Regions from separate parts of the Mus musculus genome. Here region 2 is linked to region 1. The links are chromatin contacts, called in public Hi-C maps. All regions are on one chromosome and are shown on one strand. Each heading gives the region's core, a stretch centred on a gene start, on an enhancer-like site or on the middle of the called end of the contact. The rest is flanking DNA. Distances are from core to core; before and after follow the strand shown. Region 1 has its middle 19 kb from the start of Gm32677. Region 2 overlaps Gm33149 (a long non-coding RNA gene).

What was found. Hi-C and Micro-C count contacts between places; a contact is called where the count stands out from the background.
Region 2: a contact with region 1 is called in a Hi-C map of liver, with 4 times the contacts expected there. The contact joins two enhancer-like sites. A contact is called at or near these places in 1 of 484 Hi-C or Micro-C datasets (liver) and 1 of 9 other capture datasets (embryonic stem cells).

Annotation. Positions count from the first base shown.
Region 1 is chr15:96,856,325-96,859,315 of GRCm38.p6, reverse strand. No RefSeq gene overlaps it. Among named protein-coding and RNA genes, the nearest start is that of Gm32677, 19 kb to the right of the region's middle. Within about 2 kb of position 1,380, at least 10 of the 459 cell types and tissues checked have an H3K27ac peak or open chromatin away from gene starts, as enhancers often do. A contact at or near this core is called in liver, where this site is marked.
Region 2 is chr15:97,168,778-97,171,768 of GRCm38.p6, reverse strand. All of the region lies in intron 1 of Gm33149 (a long non-coding RNA gene), which reads right to left. Among named protein-coding and RNA genes, the nearest start is that of Gm32885, 3.0 kb to the right of the region's middle. Within about 2 kb of position 1,483, at least 10 of the 459 cell types and tissues checked have an H3K27ac peak or open chromatin away from gene starts, as enhancers often do. A contact at or near this core is called in liver, where this site is marked.

The sequences.
Region 1 (2,991 bases), core at 131-2,630:
CAGCTTTCATTCACTTTCTCCTTCCAGAACAATCCACCTTGAAAGCTGCCCTCCTGCGTGTGTATCATTGCCCATAGTACTCCCACATATCCCATAGTGCTCCCACTTTGTCTATAGTACTCCCATACTTCCCATAGTGCTCTCACAAGTCCCATAGTGCTTCCACATTGCTCATAGTGCTCTCACATTGCTCATAGTGCTCCCATACTGCCCATAGTGCACCCACGTTGTTCATAGTGCTTATACACACACACACACACACACACACACACACACACACACACACACACACACACACACATGCTTCTAATCCAAATGAAGACCCATGTGTCCTGGGTGAACTTGACAGGCCATGTGAGAAACCACTCCCATCTTCACCATTTATTGGGGAGTCTAACCATGGCTCGTTCTTTGGTCTCTTCAGCCATCACACTGCTGATTCTGTAGACTATCTTGGCTCTACTCTGTTAAAATAAGGTGAGCCACTCACAGGTATGAGCTGGAGGAAGTTTCCCATTTGTAATAATCTTGAAACTGTGAACGCATGTTAACAGTAGCGGCCCAATATTAAGTAGTAGACAACAGAAGTCACATTTTATGGGTTTTAAAAGTACATCATTCAAGCCAGATAAGGTGGGTCAACTCTGTGATTCCAGAACTCAAATGGTTGAGACAGAGGGATTGCCAAAAGTTCTAAGCCAGCCTGTGCTATGTACTGAGTTCTTACCAGCCTGGGCTAAGACTGAAGCCATGTTTCAAAAATAAATAAAAAATCAAAGTACAACCGCAGAAGTTCATCATTCATGTGCTGGGAGAAAGTCAGACAGAGAAGGATAGAACTATCCTTGGGCCACATGCCTAAGAGGCAGAGTCAGAAATCTAAGCTGTCGGGAGCCAGCACTCCTCACCTGCCATTCCAATGGGTAACTGCTATCTAGAAGCCTTAGATGCTGGGAAATATTTGGAGTAACATACCAGCTTGTTTCAAAGGCCTTTCTATGCTACACCAGCAGCAACCCCAATAGAGGGACGAGGTAGGTAAGTATGTTGGTAGATTCCAGTTAAACCAAACAGCATTCAAGGCAGGATAAAGTGATGCCTAACACTGAGGTAAATGAGGTAGGAGAGGGAGGTGTAGCTGGCGACGAGGACCCCTTCTGTGACAAGGGGATATTTGAGACCATTTGCTCCTTACCAGGGTCTTAGTGCTTAGCTCCCAGGATCACTCTGCTGCTCCCATTAGAATTTCCATTCTATTAATAATGTTGACCTAAGTCCCAGCACCTGTTAGGACGTTATCTCACAGTCAAAGTAAAAGAGTCTGGCTTACCCCTCCCACCGGCTTCATTTCTGCAACATTGTTGCCTTTAAATGTTTGTTTTTCCTTGTCTGCCTGTTACCCTTGACCTGGTTGGATTGCTAGAGGGGATCTGCCCCAGCACTCCCTGTTCAGAGTCTCAGCCACAGAAATGGCGAAGGTGAGAGCAAAAACAGAAAAAAATAGCTCCTGGATTTAACAGCACCCTCCCTTCCTTCCTTCTTTTGAGGACAAAGGAATCTTTAGTCAAAATGTGTCTTTAGGGCTTGGTTGTCAAACATATTTGTAAAACTACAACTAAATGTATGTATCAAGTCCAGGTTTTTAGTGAAATTGAACCTTCTCATTTGCCCTGTTGGAGAATTCCTTTAGAAATGCCTTCCTTAAATCCCAGTTAGAGTGGGTTTAACACAAGTTCACGCTGTTGGGGCTGGAGAGATAGTTCAGTGGTTAAGAGAACTGGCTGTTCTTCCAAAGAACTTGGGTTCAAGTCTCAGCACCCACATGGCAGCTCACAGCTGTCAGTAACTCCAGGGGATCCGACATCCTCACACAGACATACATGCAAGCAAAACACCAATGTGCATAAAGTAAAATCAAGTTCACATTGTTATTAGCCTTATGTTGGTGAGATGTTCAAATGGGCTAATAATAACCTGAAAGCTTTTGGCCTGAATGTAGAAAAATAACATGTGTACACAAAGAAACCAAAAACTGCTCCGTGTCTGACTTCCCTTGTCTTAATAGGTTTTCCTGGCTTTCTGAGGCTTTGAATTATATCATAAGACCTAAATGTACGCCTGTAATCCCATCACACTAGAGGCAGAAACATGAGGATTATGAGTTTAAGGCCATCCTTGCCTACACAGCAAGTTCAAGGCCAGCCTTGTAACCACACAAGACCCAGTCTTAAAAAAAAAAAAAAAGAGCCAACTGAACATCTTAGACCTGTGCTCAGTGTAGACACAGCATTTACGCAGCCCCGTCCCACTCCACAGCGAAGGGAGCAGTGTGTGCTTACATGTGGTACAGTCACAGTGGTGATCTGCTCTCCTTACCCATGAGTCTCTGCACGCCTCCCTCCAGCGCAGCAGCTTCAGGATGTCTAGAGTCATCTGTCAATCACCAAAGTCTAGTCAGGCCCTTTTCTGGGTCAGAACTGCCCCCATGAGTGAGGGTGAGGGTCTATCAGTGACACCATTGAGCATTACCCCCTATGACCCCTCACACCCTACCCACAAGCTCCTCCTTAGGACTGTGCCCTTTGCCCAGGCTACCCCCTTCCGTGACTACTTCTCCCACTGTCCTCTAGGCAAATATCTCTATTTGCTCTTTAATTACAACTCGAACATCCACCATCTTGGCTCTGTTACCCCTCCACAGCACCCCCTTCACCTGGAATTGCACCACTCTCTGCCTGCTGTAACTGTGGCATTTTTACACAACACTGAGCTATCCGTTGGCATAGCCTCAGCACCCCATACTCTGGAGTCCTAGAGACCATGACTGTTTCTGTTTCATATGTGGTGGTTTGAATGAGAATGACTCATAGATTCAAATGCTTGGTCCCAGGTAGTGGCACTATTTGAAAGGATTAGGAGGTGTGGCCTTGTTGGAGGAAGTGTGTCATTGGAGGTGGGCTTTGAAGTTTCAGAAGTCCGTGCCAAACCCAA
Region 2 (2,991 bases), core at 234-2,733, 310 kb before region 1:
GAGTGTCTGTTTTAAGCAGGACAAAGAATTAAGAAGGAATTTGTGCTTAAAACAAACTCTCCCCCTAAGCTAGAAACAATGGAAACTGGTGTAAAACCATATCAGAGAGAGTCTTCTGAGAGACAGAAGCAGTCCAGCAGGAAAATGGGTCAGGAATGAGCGATCTCTGGGGAGAGGGGGGAAAAGGTGAGAGAGCTGGGGTCAGGAATGATTGACATCCAGGTAGAGAGGGGGGAAAAGGAGGTGAGAGAAATGGGGTTCTAAGGTAGTTACAGGAACTTAAAAATAGCTGTTGTGGGCTACACAAAAGTTAGATGTTTGTATACCATACGTTTGACACGTCTGTCTGTCTGTCTACCCCAGCAGCTGGCTTGTAGTAGCTGTGTTGGAGCTCATCCATCACAAGGCTGGTTTGCGAGTGTGCACTGATTTGAGGTGGAACCCATGGCAGGGAGACGCCCTGCACTGCTCTGACTCTTTCCCGATGAGTCTTTATATAAGCACTTTGCTGGAAAATGCTTTCTCCACATTTCCCCCAGAAAATAAGCTATAGTTCCACACGTCAAACTAAGAATGTCTGTGACAAGTCCCCAAAGCAGCAATGGACCAATCACATGTGCCATGCAGGGGGTGAAGAGACTAAAGGCTCAACAGGATGCATCCGGCTATACTGAAATTGCATCTCAAGTGGCTGGAGAGAGGGCTCGTTGGTAAAGAGCATTTGCTGCTCTTCCGGACGACCCAAGTCTCAGCCTTACATGGTAGCCCAGCAACTGCAGTTCCAAAGAACCTGACGCCCTCTTCTGGCCTTCTCAGACACTGCACACATAGTGTGCACAGATATACACACAGATTAATATCTATATACATAAAATAAAAGTAAAATATCTTGAGCATCAGATGAAAATACGTCTCTGTCCCTTTTACTCAAAATCATGAGCCGTTCACTTGAAGACTGAAGATTGGTCCTACTACCCTGTAACAGGTAGGGACTGAGGGATGCTGGGAGATCCTGAAGGCCAGGTCCACTTTGATATGTTAAATAGGCACCTCGGCCATATGTGCTGCTTTGAAATTTAACACACTGGATTAGATAAAGGTCTTCAGCCTCCATCACAGCCTTCACACTGCACATAGCAAGCTCCTTTCACTGTGAAGGTCAGATGAGCCATCTGCAAACAAAGAGAACACTGAGAATAAGTCCCGGATAAAAGTAAGAACAGAAAGATCTCCTGACTGTGCAGTGACCAAAAGGCTCCTCGGTCTTTTACATTTTATGGTGGACAGAGAAAACTAAGTCGACTGCAAACCTGCCATAGTGAAAACCCTTCAAGTTATAATATAGGAGTCCTTGGCAGGAAGACAGCCCTGGCTGCTTGGCAAATCCCTCCCTCAGGAGCCAGGCTCCACATCTGAGCACCTGCCAGTTCTCGGTTTACACAAACGGACTGTGTTGCCACACTGGACACTTGACAGGAGCCCGATGTCCTCACAAAGTACAGGGTACTAAATTTAGGATCCTGGCTGTGCCACTAGAAGATCTACAAGGGTCATCCTGACGGCTCCAGTGGCTTTCCAGAATCTGCTGCCAGAGGCTTCCCAAATAGCTGAAGTAATTTGACTGCTCCAGGACAAAGGCCAACTAACCCAGGACTCAGCCCGGGTTCCCTGTAGTGCCCCAGTCCCCTAAGGTTCCAGGCTCACTTCCTATTTGAACCAGGCCATTGCAGGGCCTGAACACACGACAGGCAGAGGAGACTAAAGCAGATATAACACACCTAACCACCAAAACCCAAACGGGAAAACAGACACTCCAGAGACTGTGGAGAGCGCACAGGGCATGACTTAGAGGCATGAGGTGCACAGTGAGAGAGTCACTCTCCTCCACTGTCTTCAGCTGAGAAACTTTGGAAGAACCGAATGGCGGAATTTATCCCAGCTTGGTTCTGCACAGGTGGGGCAGGCTTGCCTTCAGAGCATGTCTTGGGCAGCAATGCACAGGAAACAGCACAGCTCTGCTGAGAAGTTTCTAGATTCTCCAGGTACCAGGTGACCGTTACTCCATGCTTCCAGAGCATGCAGCTTGTATACTTGTGTGCACGTTGCCCAGAGTGCAGGCTGGGAGCTGGACGTGGGTTCACCTATTATCCCTATAAAGGCAGGCCCTGCGTGCTGCTCTCCTTAGCTGGCCTTGAGCTAGAAGTGTCTGTCACGTAGTCAGCATGTGTTGAAGGACTGCTGTTACCACAACAGAAATATCCCCCACGCATCACAGTTTCTCCGTCACTTCTGCACGCACAGACTCCGAGTGCTTCCGGAAGAGATGACCTTATGTAATTTTTCATTACTGCAGGCTGGCATTAGTCACAAAGAACAGTCTTTCTAACCAAAAGAAAAACTCTGGACTCAATTATTGTACTATCCAAATGAGACAGTGAAATTCGAATAAAGGTTAGGTATCTTTTTGTTTGTTTTTTTGTTTTATTGTTTTTGGCTGGAAATACATCCATATTTATGGTTGATAAAAACTAAAATCAGAGTGGACCCTTCCAATATTGCTTCCCCTGACATTTTCTAAAGTATTGGGATAATTTTAAAACCACTCCAAGCTTTGGTTTCCTCCCCAGAGCAAGCCCCTCGTCAGCGAGGGAATCCTGTCTTAAATCCAGCTTTCTTAGGTAGGCTGCGCTGGAGCTCCTGTCTAGGTTGCCTTTCAAAGGCTGTCTAGCAGAACTGCTGGGATGCTGGACTGTGAAAGGGTCTCACAGCAGGGCACAGCTGTAACTTCATGCTGAGTGACAGAGAGCCACCATGGACATAAGTGGGACAGATATGTCACAGAGGCTGCATGATATCTTGGCCCACGTGGCTTCACGATGAAACCGAGGAAGCCCACTCCACATAGTAGAGCTAAGTCATTCCAGCCTCAGGGAAGGCAAAGACATGAGTTCCCAGAACACCGTATGCACACCTGTCAAATGTAACTCCTGC